Linked DNA regions of Rattus norvegicus: region 2 is linked to region 1. The links are chromatin contacts, called in public Hi-C maps. All regions are on one chromosome and are shown on one strand. Each heading gives the region's core, a stretch centred on a gene start, on an enhancer-like site or on the middle of the called end of the contact. The rest is flanking DNA. Distances are from core to core; before and after follow the strand shown. Region 1 has its middle 55 kb from the start of Ptmal4. Region 2 has its middle 110 kb from the start of Ptmal4.

The links. Hi-C and Micro-C count contacts between places; a contact is called where the count stands out from the background.
Region 2: a contact with region 1 is called in a Hi-C map of liver, with 2.8 times the contacts expected there. The contact joins two enhancer-like sites. A contact is called at or near these places in 3 of 12 Hi-C or Micro-C datasets (hepatocytes, kidney and liver).

What each region holds. Positions count from the first base shown.
Region 1 is chr16:52,079,959-52,086,161 of GRCr8, reverse strand. No RefSeq gene overlaps it. Among named protein-coding and RNA genes, the nearest start is that of Ptmal4, 55 kb to the right of the region's middle. Within about 2 kb of position 2,676, at least 11 of the 93 cell types and tissues checked have an H3K27ac peak or open chromatin away from gene starts, as enhancers often do. A contact at or near this core is called in liver, where this site is marked.
Region 2 is chr16:52,130,978-52,137,180 of GRCr8, reverse strand. No RefSeq gene overlaps it. Among named protein-coding and RNA genes, the nearest start is that of Ptmal4, 110 kb to the right of the region's middle. Within about 2 kb of position 3,875, at least 5 of the 93 cell types and tissues checked have an H3K27ac peak or open chromatin away from gene starts, as enhancers often do. A contact at or near this core is called in liver, where this site is marked.

The sequences.
Region 1 (6,203 bases), core at 1,427-3,926:
TTCTTCTTCTTCTTTCTTCTTCTTCTTCTTCTTCTTCTTCTTCTTCTTTCTTCTTCTTCTTCTTCTTCTTCTTCTTCTTCTTCTTCTTCTTCTTCTTCTTCTTCTTCTTCTTCTTCTTCTTCTTCTTCTTCTTCTTCTTCTTCTTCTTCTTCCTGTCACCCTCAGGTGTGTGAGCTACACAGTGTGATTTCTATCTTTACACTCAATCTTTTCACAGCCTCCAAAGGCAATGGAGCCAAAACTGTGGATTAAATGTTGGAGCCAAAACATTGTTCTCTTTTAAGTTGACTTCCTCAGGTATTTTGTGTTAGTAGAGAGACTAGCAGAGAGACTAAAGAGTCTTTGTAGAAAGTTGTATTTGTTTGAGGGACTCTAATCCCCAGAGCAGACCCCACTGTGAGGAATTATTCAGTGAGCTCTCCAGATCTCATGAAATTCTTGGATGCAGGAATTAAAAACAAACACAAAATACTATTTTTAAACACAAGATACTTTTAAAAATCAGGATGCCAAAAAAAAGGCCACTCATACAAACTGTGAGTGAGGTTACAAAATACACATGCACATGCATACATGCACACACACAGGCAAACATACTCATACCTCCACTGATTTCTGGTAGATGTGGGTTTGGGCGAGTAATTTGAAAGTATGAATTGATATATGTCTCCTCTATGACCCAATTCCACTTCTCTGATTCTCCCAGAGAAACCTTTAATAAGTGCTGGAGGAAATGAACCAACACAGTACTGTTTATGTTAGCAGAACCAGAAAGCAGCCCAACACTGAGAAATAGGGAAATAGCCCAACAGACTGGTTTGTCCTTATGGGGACCCAGGCGGCAGTTACAGAAAACCATGCAGCACTCTATCCAAGCTCAGCAAGTTCCCCCCAAATATCCTGACTCATAGAAGTTTCTCTAATTAGTATATGTGCACCTCTCCTGGCCTTACAAATAGAACCATCAGTGTATATATTTTATTCAACTACCCCAGGGTGCATCTTTTAAAAGAAGAAACACAAATCTACCTTTACATCTATGACAGCATCAGACTAGGCTGAGGGTGGCTGTGCTGCGGAGTTTTCTGTCAATTTGATGGAAATTAGAATTATTTTGGAAGGGGGAAGTTTAACTGAGAATATGCCCCCACTAGATTGGCCTGTGGTTCCTCTTCCTGATAGGTTATTGATGTGGAATGGTCCAGATCACTGTGAGCAGTGCCAGCCCCAGGCAGAGATCGTGTGTTCTACAAGAAAGCAGGCTGAGCAAGCCATAGAGAGCAAGCCAGTAAGCAACACCCCCCATGACCTCTGCATCAGCCCTTGCCTCTAGATTCCTGCTGTTTGTTGGGTTCCTGGCCTGACTTCTATCAGGAATGAACTATGATCTGGCTCTGTAAGCCAAAATAAACCCCTTTTGGCCTGTTACTTTTGGTTATGGTGTTACATCACAACAATAAAGATCTTAGCTAAGACAATGGCTATCGGAGATGCTGGTATTACCTACTGTATATTAGCAATGAAAATGATGATGGCATAATTTATAATGTACACAATTTGGAAGGATATTTTTAAAAAGATTGTGCTATACGAGTGTTTATCAATGTGTTAATTGGTGCCATGAAAATTTAAAAAATGACCACAATTGTTCAATATCAAGAAATTAGTTAAATGTATTAAGGGGATCTCACGATTAATAAAAACATACTAAATAATGCAGAGAAAATGTTCACAGCAGCTGCAAAGGGACATGGGCAGATTACTGAACAACGGTTACATTGTTTACACATTCAACTCCCCAGCAGGTGTCAGGGTCCAAAGTCCAGGTATTTGAGTGGAACACCTTTTGAAAGGTCCAATATCACTGTCTGGAGTATCGTTGATGTAAATAATGATCCCATGAGATATCAAAATATCTGAGATTCAGAAGAACTGCAGGAAAGGACCCTGGTTCAAGGACAGAAGTGTTGGGACCCAGAAAAAAAAATAGATCCTCATGCAGGCAACTTTGGGGGTGGAGCAATGAGAGGTGTCTGTGAAGTTCCATTATCTGTCTACAAATCAGAGTCACCCAAGAGGAGCAAAGTCACCTTGAAACTTACTCAAGTTTCACCAGCCAAAGAGCAATCAACTTTTCACGAGGCAGAAGCAAACTTCCGAATCATGGCTACTCTTTCTGAGGAACTCTTGCCATTTGTGGTTCTCCAGGCTTGCTCTCTCCTTAAAACTCAGAGAACCTCTAAATTTGCCCCCAGCTTCCTCCTTCTTGCCTCTCAGTACGAAGAAGCTATTTAAGCCTTGCCCATTTGGCCCCTCGTTTGGGTTTTAAATTTTGGCAATGGCTCTCATGCTTGTGGATGTAATGTTCGTCATGATTTTTCTCTCAGCTAACCCTGCAGTATAAGCAATATCAACTTCTCAATTCTACTTGTTTTCATGGCTTGGAAATTCAATATTCGCAAATAGCTGTGAGCTAAAGTCTTGGTCGTCAGCCTCTGATACTTTTGGGAGATAATAGAATCATTAAGGGATGGGGCCTAGTGAAAACAAGTCAGGCTGTTATGTCCTTAAGGGGGACAACGTTTTCTTCTGTCTCTTTGCTCCTCAGCTCTTATGAGGTGAATCCCACTCCAGCTTCTGCCATTTGCTTCCGACTCCATATCCCCCGTCATCATAGAACCAATGTGTGTCATCAACTTGTAAGGGAAGGGGAAGTGAAACCACCAAAATTAGACAGCTCTGTGGGTAAGGGAAACAGTTTATTCAACCACTATCTCTTGGATTTCAGAGAAAACAGCATGGGTATTGGGAGAGTCCTGCCAAATATAAGGAGACGGGTTGCAGCGCACGGAGGGTGGGTTAGCTGGAGCACCTCAGGAGCCAGCATGAGTCTCTGATCCTCTGGGGACCTGTTTAAGTTAGTAGAGAACTCAATGCACTCTCTGGAGACTGGAGGGGCATACAAGGAAGTAATGGCTCTCATGGCAAACAGAAACCCGTTTTACAAGATTTCTAAGGAATGCTAAGTGTTGACCTGGTCCAAGTTATCCTAAGCTGAATCCAGATTGTCATTTGGGGGAGTTGGGACCTGACACAAATGTACACTAAAACCTCTGAAAGTGTTAGTCACATAAACCTGTTTTTTAAGTTGATTTATCTCAGATATTCTATCACAGAAGCGGGTCATGAAGCATCTCCCCACGAGGCAGAGGGTCAGTAGCACTTTAGGAGAAAATCCCATCCTAACGTCGTCTTCCTGTGGATCCTTTGGGAATGATAAGCCCAGGTCCAAAATGGAATTGACTCAAGGATCCACAGCGTGTATCCTCCTTCAGGAGGTTCCCGTTAGTGTAGAAGTATCTGGTCTTGCCACCGCTTGAACAGAGACTTGGTGAGGTCCAAGACAGTGGCTTTTCACTTCTTTCCCCACTAGAGGGCAGAGTTCACGACTGCACCCGAATCTCTGGGGTGGGTAGTCAAATTCTTCCCAGCCACCTATCCCTTCCCACAGTGCAAGGCAAAACCCAGTACCACTTTGGAAGCAAGGTAAGGTTAGTCTATACCTTTGTCTTGCCCATATCAAGAAACCAGCCATGTATATTAAACCCCATGAAAGATTATACCAAAAAAAAAAAAAAAAAAAAAAAAGTGAACCCTTGAAAGCCAAGGAAGAATGTTAGAAAATTAAGCAGCCGGTGCATTTAGTGGGGGGTGGGAGTGGGGATTCCTATAGGCAGGATGGATTCAACATTGTGGGAACGGAACAGGAAATGGAGAGGGAGCGCGCAGAAGAATGGGGTGGGAGGGAAGAAAGGGGCGCTATGGTTCTGTGTTTATAAAAGACAAAGGTGTCCATTGCTGGGAGGGGGAGAGCAGTTGTTTTCTCCCTTCATAGGCACAGGTGCTTGGGTGACATGAACCCTTTCTATACCAGGGAGAGGGGGACCTCGCCAAGCTGACTGGGCTTGGTGTAAACCCAGGTGAGAAATGACGGACATCCCAGGCACTAAGCAGTTGTGGCTTAGAAAAAAGGCAATAAAGCAACAAACGCAAACACGCCTGCGTGCCTAGTATGTTTAGAGGGGGGACAGAGGAGTAGAGGAGTTGGAAGTGGAAGAGATGGCAGAGAGGAGGAGGAGAGGGAGGGGGAGAAGGAGAAGGGGGAGGGAAAATGGGAAGGGTTGGGGGAGGTGGGAGAGGAGGAGGGGGAGGAGGAAGAGGAAATGGGAAGAAATAACAGACATTTCAGTCGCTGGGAGAGAACATAGGGTGCCTGGGTGATTCTAGAACCCCTAACCTGTCAACTAGCCTACTTTCCTTTTTCCTTCATTTTTTTCTCAATTGTGTATGTTTACACGCTGTGGTCCTCACACCCGTTGGCACCAAGCACTTACTACAATAAGGATGGGCCACAGTAAGTTCCTGAAGAGCAGGTCCTAGCATGGGCTAGAAAGACGTTCCTGGAGAGGCAGGTGGCTGTGAGGCAACCTGTTTGCCCAGAGTGCCAAACCCCTGTCCCAGACCGCACCCAGGGCCCTCCCCATCCCCGTGGGACCCCGTGGGACCTGCCACCAGCTTAGCGATGTCTCTCTCACACACAATTCCAGTTCGCTGTTCTGCCTTCGAATCTGAAAACACACTTCAGAGCTTTTCTGGGTGATCTGTTCACGGATTTTCTTAATTTCCAGCCTAATCCTGACAAGATGCTTTGGCTTTGGGGCAATACTGACACCAAGTGTTGGAATCTGCAGGGTTGAAAGGAGAGTGAGACCCGGAAGTAACCCTCCACAGGATGGTGTACCCACATTTCTAGTGAGCAGGAAAGTTCACAGGGTGGTGAGCTGGGCCATGCTCCCTGCTGTGCACGGGACTCACAGTAGATCCTTCCACAGGAGAAACGATTATTCAAAGTCTATTTGAAAAATTCGTTACAAATTTTTTGAAAAAACAAGCTAGTTCTTCTTGAAGGATTTTTGTTTGTTTGTTTGTTTTCTTTTCTGTGCTTGGGATTGAACCTAAGGACCCTGTATACCAGGCAAACACTCTACCACAAACCTATAGCCCTGGCCTTCTTTTGATTTTTTTCCATTATTATTTTTCAGTTTATTTCATTTTATATGTGAGTGTTTTGCTCAAATGGATGCCTATGCATCACGTGTGTGTCGGAGAAGAGGAAGAAGGTGCTGATCCCCTGGAACTGAAGTTTACATATGTTTGTGAGCTGCCATGTGGGTGCTGAGAATTGAACCTGGGTCTTCTGGAAGAGTAGCCAATGTTTCTAACATCTGAGCCATCACCCGCCACTATTTTGACTTCCTGAGCTGAATCTTACTAAGTTCCCCAGGCTAGACTTGAACCCTCCATTCGGCTGCCTCAGCTTCCTCAGTAACTGGGATACTGGACTAAGTAAGCCCTAAGGCCCAGATCCCTCAGGTTTCTGAGTTTAGTTTCCAAACACTATTATTAGTAAAGAACATTCTTAATTGTTTTTATTATTTGGGACGTCCATTAATCAAAATTTAAATATTTAGAAAAGAAATTAACGATGTGAGACTATATTTAAATATTTAAAGAGTCTTATTAAGAAAAATTATGACATAGCCTCAAATATTGATATTTCATTTGTAAATTTCTCATAATCAGACTTTCTTTTAAGCATATCAGAATAAAATACCTTCCCAAATTCTTAATAACTTTATATAAAGATATGTAAGATAAACATTGTGTTTCTGGCTTAACATTATTTAAATGTAAATTATTAAAAACATTCTACACTAAAATTATAAATTTCATGTATAAAGTTTTCAATGGAACAAGTTATCTCTAATAGTATATTTAACATTAAACCAATATCCATTACTGTGAAATATTACACAACAATAGTAATACTATTACTATTAGAATTTAAAAATTACTTATTGGAATTTAAAAACAGGTTACCTTATAAAGAAGCTATTACTCAGTCCAACTAAAGGCTGTTAACTTTCTTACTGATCCTTGCTTATAGTTCTTGCCAGCAATACACGTAAGACTTTAGTGATCTTGAGGTGTTGAGTTTTTATTTTTGAGTTCTACTGCCTTTGCTTCTTCCTCTTCTCTTCTTCCTCTTCTCCTTCCCCCCCCTCCTCCTCCTCATCCTCCTCTTCCTCCTCCTCTTCCTCCTCCTCCTCCTCCTCTTCCTCCTCCTCCTCCTCCTTCTTCTT
Region 2 (6,203 bases), core at 2,626-5,125, 50 kb before region 1:
GTTTCTTTCCAAAATCAGGCAGCTGTAGCTATACACACTTATATCTAGATCCTATGTTTTGTTCTACTTGTCTGTGAGTCTATTTATGCATGGGTGCCATGCTGTCTATGTTGGTATGGTTAGTAGTAGTATTTGAGATCAGGTAAGGGGTTACCTTATGCAGTATCATTTTTATTAAAGATTCTTTGGCTATCATTGGAATTTTTGTATTGCTATATAAATTTTGAGATTATTTTTCTATGTCTGAGGAGAATGGTTCATAGATTTTAATTAGAATTGCAATGAACCTACAGAATGCTGTTGTTAAAATGACCATTATCTCAAGATTAATTCTTCCAATCCATCAAGTCTTCCCGACTACTGACGTCTTCATTACTTTCTTTCTTCAGTATCCTAAGATTTTTACCATAGATGCCTTTCATCCTTGGCTAGGTTTATTACTGAAGATTTTGTTTGTTTATTTGTAGCTGTTTTTTTTGAAGGAAACTGTTTCCCTAATTTTAACCCTCTGTGGCAAACCCACTATGTAGCTGTTAATAAGAGTATTAACAGCTCCGATATTAGTAGAAGTCATCGCGAGACTTTGGAAGAATTGTCTATATTTATACTCCTCCACACAGAGCTCAAGGGCCATCCAGGAAAGTGAGCATGAAGACTGCAAGAGTCAGCAGATGAAGAGATGTAAGGTGACAGGTTGTCATACACACAACGGCTGTCGGCTCACAGCACCTGTGATGGCCTGCGTAAGACTTAGACGATATCAAGCTTGTCACAATCCAAAGGGTGGGGTCCTGGATGCCCCAATCGTGGTGGAGGAGGAACTGACAGTCAATGGTGGCTGAGGAAGGCAGAGTCATCTCCTTTGAGGACATGGCTGCTAGTAGGTTGGCCAGGTCTCAGTGGATAAGCCCACACTTACATGCATGTGGGCAACACTAATTAAACTAGAGGGGTTATCAATAATTAAAACAAAACAAAACAAAATGCAACAGAACCAAACCAACCAATCAAAACCAAACAAAAACAACAGCAAACCCAGAGGACATGACACTGGGAAGACAGTGGGGGTGAAGAAGCTGTTGGGGCAAAGTAATGGTGGAAGGGCATGATAAATATACACGGTATAAAAGAATACATAAAATTATTATTAAAAGTGAATTATGGTGGGGAGAAGTAGTATGGAGAAATGTAATAATTGAGCTATAACTTCAAAAATATGTTCATACCTCTCTCTTGGAAAAGTGAATTATATAGTGGCAAGTACAACCAGGTTGATGCTAACGGACTTTCCATAGCATGTCAACATGAGCCTGTCCGAACTTTGGCTGTATCAGTAATTGAGGGTGTCTGGTAATCAGTAAACATACTGACGAGATCAGGACACCTTACAGCAACTTTCAGTGCACATTCCCTGGCTTCAGGGCGAGAGAAAGGAAGCCTGATACTTCTATTTTAAATATGGACCAGTGACTGGGTAAACAGATCCTGAGTGCAGAATGGAAGTGATACGCTTACTACAGATGTAGAATATCATCTCTTGAAATTTCCATGTCCACTGAACATCTGGGGTCAACTTCCCAGTAATTGTTTGTGGACGGGCTAAGATTTAATTGGCTAGATACCTCAAACAAAGGGAAAAAGTCAAAACAATCATTTCAAATGCTATCAGATATTTCAAATACTATCCATACACAACTTTACTGGCCAGGTACTGACAGAATTGGCTGTGTTCTCTTTCATGCTGGACCTTTCCTATGGAGGGAAGGGCTCCTGAGTCAGAATTTCTCACTTTCAGTTCTTGAATCTGGCGGGGATTATTCGTTCCTATATTACAGCATGAACCATCATCTTCTTAGGAAGTCTGCCAAGTTCCTCACATTTTTGCCACAGAAGACAAACCTCACTAGAAGCATGTCCTTTCCCTTTTCTTCCAGCAACAATGACTTTTCAGTTACCAGGAAGACCTGCCCACTGCCAGCTGCACAGAGCCCTTGTGTGCATGTGTGTGCATGTGTGTCTGTGTGTGCCCACAACATAAAAGCCTCATGTGTATAAAGCAGCAGAGATGGCTTCTTGCCCCATTGCCTGGAAATCTTACTATACTTTTTCTATAAACTTCGTGGCTTTCCTCCTGTAAGGCGTGGGCCAGCCCCAGTTGGGCAGCAGGCTTCCCACACCAAGTGCAGTTGGTTGTGAGGAACGAAGCTAAGAATGTAAGTCTATTTGCAGTGATCTCTGGGAACTAAAATTCTGCTTTTAGGACAATCCATTTCCTTGGTGACACTGTACCACTGCTCTCAGAAATTATCTTTTTTCACATTTCATCATCACTAGAGAGGCTACTCACACCTCTCTAGCTGTCCTTGTGCTAGTTTATCTGGCACGATAGTAGTTATGATCATAGTTCTGATTCAGAGGACTTTACTAAACAGTAAACACAGTGAAAATATGTACACTGCTGTTCTGTAGAAAGTACAGAAGTCCATTGTTTGCCCTAAGTTTTTGAAGGTGAGCCCAGAAGACCTGGCTAGAAATCAAAATGGAGGTACTCACACTAAACTGCCTCCTCACCAAGTAAAACAAGGCTGTTTATTTGACCTTCCAAGTGATAGAGGTTACAGAGATAACAGGAAAACTTCCCCAAAAGGCCAGTTTCATTTGGCATGATTACGAAGTCCCCACTACCTTTTGTCCTTACCACCAAACATAACCTCATGTTAACCAATCGATTATTTCTTAGGCGTATATTTCCCTGTCCTCATCTTAGTGAGAAAGTAAGTTTGAAATTACCAATCTTAGCCCCAAAATTGGGCAATTATTATGAGTCCATTTTAAAATTATTGCAAAAAAATGTTCACCTTTTCCCCCAAATAAAACCAGCATCCTTTGCCTTGCTGGTTGGAACACTTTTTCTACCATGCAGGATTCTGGGATGAAGGAGACTTTTACATCCAAATTGAGCATGACCCAAGAATCTAAAGGATTAAATACTTACCATCATTGAAGACCAACCTGAGACTATGGCTCCAAAGTTGATTGTCTCATGCCAATGAAAATTAAAGGCATGGACTTTCGCCGGAGTCTGCAGACTGGAAGTAAGTTTTACTAAGCATTATTATAGGAAAGTAAAAAAAAAAATAAGAAGCCAAGGTCTTGAATAATCTTCTTGTGCACTATGTAAAGGTTGTCTTTGTATTATTTCAAATGCCTGATTTCTGCACCAGCAGACTGCTCAGTTCTATCTGGACTTTGGAATTGTTCTTTCTAAGAAGCATCACCTGCAGATCTGATGGTCTATAGCAGGGCAGAGGCAGAAAGGCAAGACTTCCAGGCCAAGAAACGATCTCTGGGAAAGAATCAGGCATAGAAGAGTCATCAGACGAACACAGAAGAAGAAATATGCGCTGGTATTGAAGGAGAGGAAGCAGGTCGTGGGGCATGATGAGAACAAAACAAAAACAGGTTAATTAAGTCATACGAGCTAGTTGGGAGTGAGCCTAAGCTCTAAGGCCTAAGCTTCGTAATAAACACAAGTCTCTGCGTCATTATTGGAAGCTGCTGGTGGGTCAAGACAGTCTGGAGAAAAGTGAAGGAAATTCCCAGGAGCTGAGAGAGGTTTCCAAAGAGAGGGAAAGGCTGCTGAACTTCTTTGTTTGGTGGCTTTTTAGGGTGTTGGCAGAAACTGGACAAAGCAGAGGTCATCTCTCTTGAGATTGGTTAATTCTCTGGGTTATCATGGACTGAGCCAATGGAGGACCCATATACTCTAGGCCTGGTTCCCTGGGCAAACAGGAAGATTGTCATGGGCTGTTTATGCTCCACCCACCCAGTCAAGGGTAGTCAGTCGAAGCCTCTCTCTGCTCACTTCTGACTTGTACCTTGTTAGCTGTTGACCTGAACTGTTAGTCAATTGGCCAGGATTACGATCCTCTGACCTTGCAGGTGTTCCAAATGTTGCTAATTATACAGAGATCTCTCTGTTCTCTTGGTAACCAGGAAGTAATGTTTTGGGTTCTGTTTTTATCTTCAACAGGATGGACTGGGGTCTCTTTTCTGAAAGGGAGCAGTCCTTGCTAGATATCATTCTTACATACAACTTAGTTTATTATATCTGCATAGAAGCAAAAACTCAAAGCTATGGACTAAGCAGTGGTGCCTAGCTTGTGCTTCCCAAAGGGGAAAGGTTACGTGGAAGCTAGCCAGCCATTCTTCTGTAATTGGCCTTCTCAGAGCCTGTTTGTCTCTTATCAGATCCATTTGCCTACCTCATATCTAGCTGCAAGCATCTTTGTCTCATCTACAGCACTCCTGGTTATACTGTTTTAACTCTTACGTTTCCTTTTCACCTCAAATTGCATTCTCTTGTTAGCTTGGCACAAGTAGAGAATGACAACGTGTACTTTTCACTGTGACCCTTTTCTCTCTCTGCCTTCTATGAATTAATTCCCACCTCCTCATTTTATGGAATGAATATTACAGATTATAGAGTAAAGAAAATAAAGAAAACGTTAAATTGTTATTTTGTCCATGACCCTGTCTATATCTCGTGTTCCAGTAACTACTTCCATATAGGAAATAATCCCTGAATGTAGTAGTTTAACCCTGCCATCTTGTTGGTTGTGAGGATCCATACCTAAAATTCCAGAACTCCAGAGGCAGAGAAAGGAGGACTCACTTGAATTCCATGCCAGCTTGGGATACACAGCAGTGCCCAGAGGGACCTGAAGAGGGCATCAGATCACCTGGGACTTGATTTAGTGACAATTGTAAGCCACCATGTGGGTGCTGGGAAAGGAACCTGGGTCCTCTAGAAGAGAAGACAGTGCTCTAACCAGGGAGCCATCTCTCCAACCCCCTTGGCTGTTTTTAGACTTTATCAGTATTATACTATCACGTCTTCATCTACTCCACCTCTCTCTACTAAGTTACTCCCCCCTCAACCCCACCCCATGCCATTATTACAAGTTTAAGGAAACCATATCCTTTGGTCCTCTTTCTCCCTGGTTCTCTTTTCTGCTCATTCTTGTCTCTTCCACCTACAGAAATGCGCAGAATCTGTACTGGCTAGTTTTGTTTGTCAACTTGACACAAGCTGGAGTTATCACAGAAAAATGAATCTTGGTTGTGGAAATGCCTTCATGAGACCCAGCTGTAAGGCATTTTCTCAACTAGTGGTCAAGGTGGGAGGACCCAGCCCATTGTGGGTGGTGCCATCCCTGGACTGGTGGTCTTGGGTTCTATAAGAGAGCAGGCTGAGCAAGCCAGTGGAAGCAAGCCAGTAAGTAACACCCCTCCATGGCCTCTGCATCAGCTCCTGCTTCCTGATCTGCTTGAGTTCCAGTCTTGACTTCCTTTGGTGATGGACAGCAATGTGGAAGTGTAAGCTGAATAAACCCCCAACTTGCTTCTTGTTCGTGATGTTTGTGCAGGAATAGAAAGCCTGACTAAGACAGTATTTAACAGCACACTTTTAAGAATGTATTTAGTTGTGTGCATTATGCATGCATCAAAGGCCTACATTCAGAATTCTGGCCAATCATTGGAATGTTCTGCAAGGTCAGTTTATTGAGGTAACAGTGAATCATCTTTGTGTCCCTAGGTATAGAAAAAAAAAGTAAAATATCACGGTTAGCACAAAATATCTTAGTGGCATCTTAAACTAGATTTTGTATGATTCAAATCAGTGCAGGAGGAAAAGTTAGTTGAAATCTCCTCTGAGTCTTTACAACCAGCATAGAAAGAAAGATGGGTGGATTAGTTTGTTTGGGACACCAAAGGAAGTACAATACACAGAGGGGTAAATAGCAGCAAACTGGCAAAGAATAGTGGGACTTTGCAGCGTGTAGTTTTTGCTATCCCACTTTAAACTCTGACCAGCCCCTGCCTAAGTTCCCTGGGATCCACAGATGAAAGACACACACACACACACACACACACACACACACACACACACACACACACACACATACACTCCAGTTAATCTTAAAATGCCTTTGATAATTCAGTGACTGGGCACTCCTAAACCTTGCTTGGAGAAATGGCCTAAGATTTCACATGACTGGTCACCTTTTCACCCTGTGAAGCATGGTAAAAACCCTTCTCTCCCATATCTGCTAGCTTGCCTTTGGCAACCCGGAAGTCCCACCTATCCCACCCAACTCATTGACTGCTAGCATCTTTATTGATAGATCAAGAACCAATTG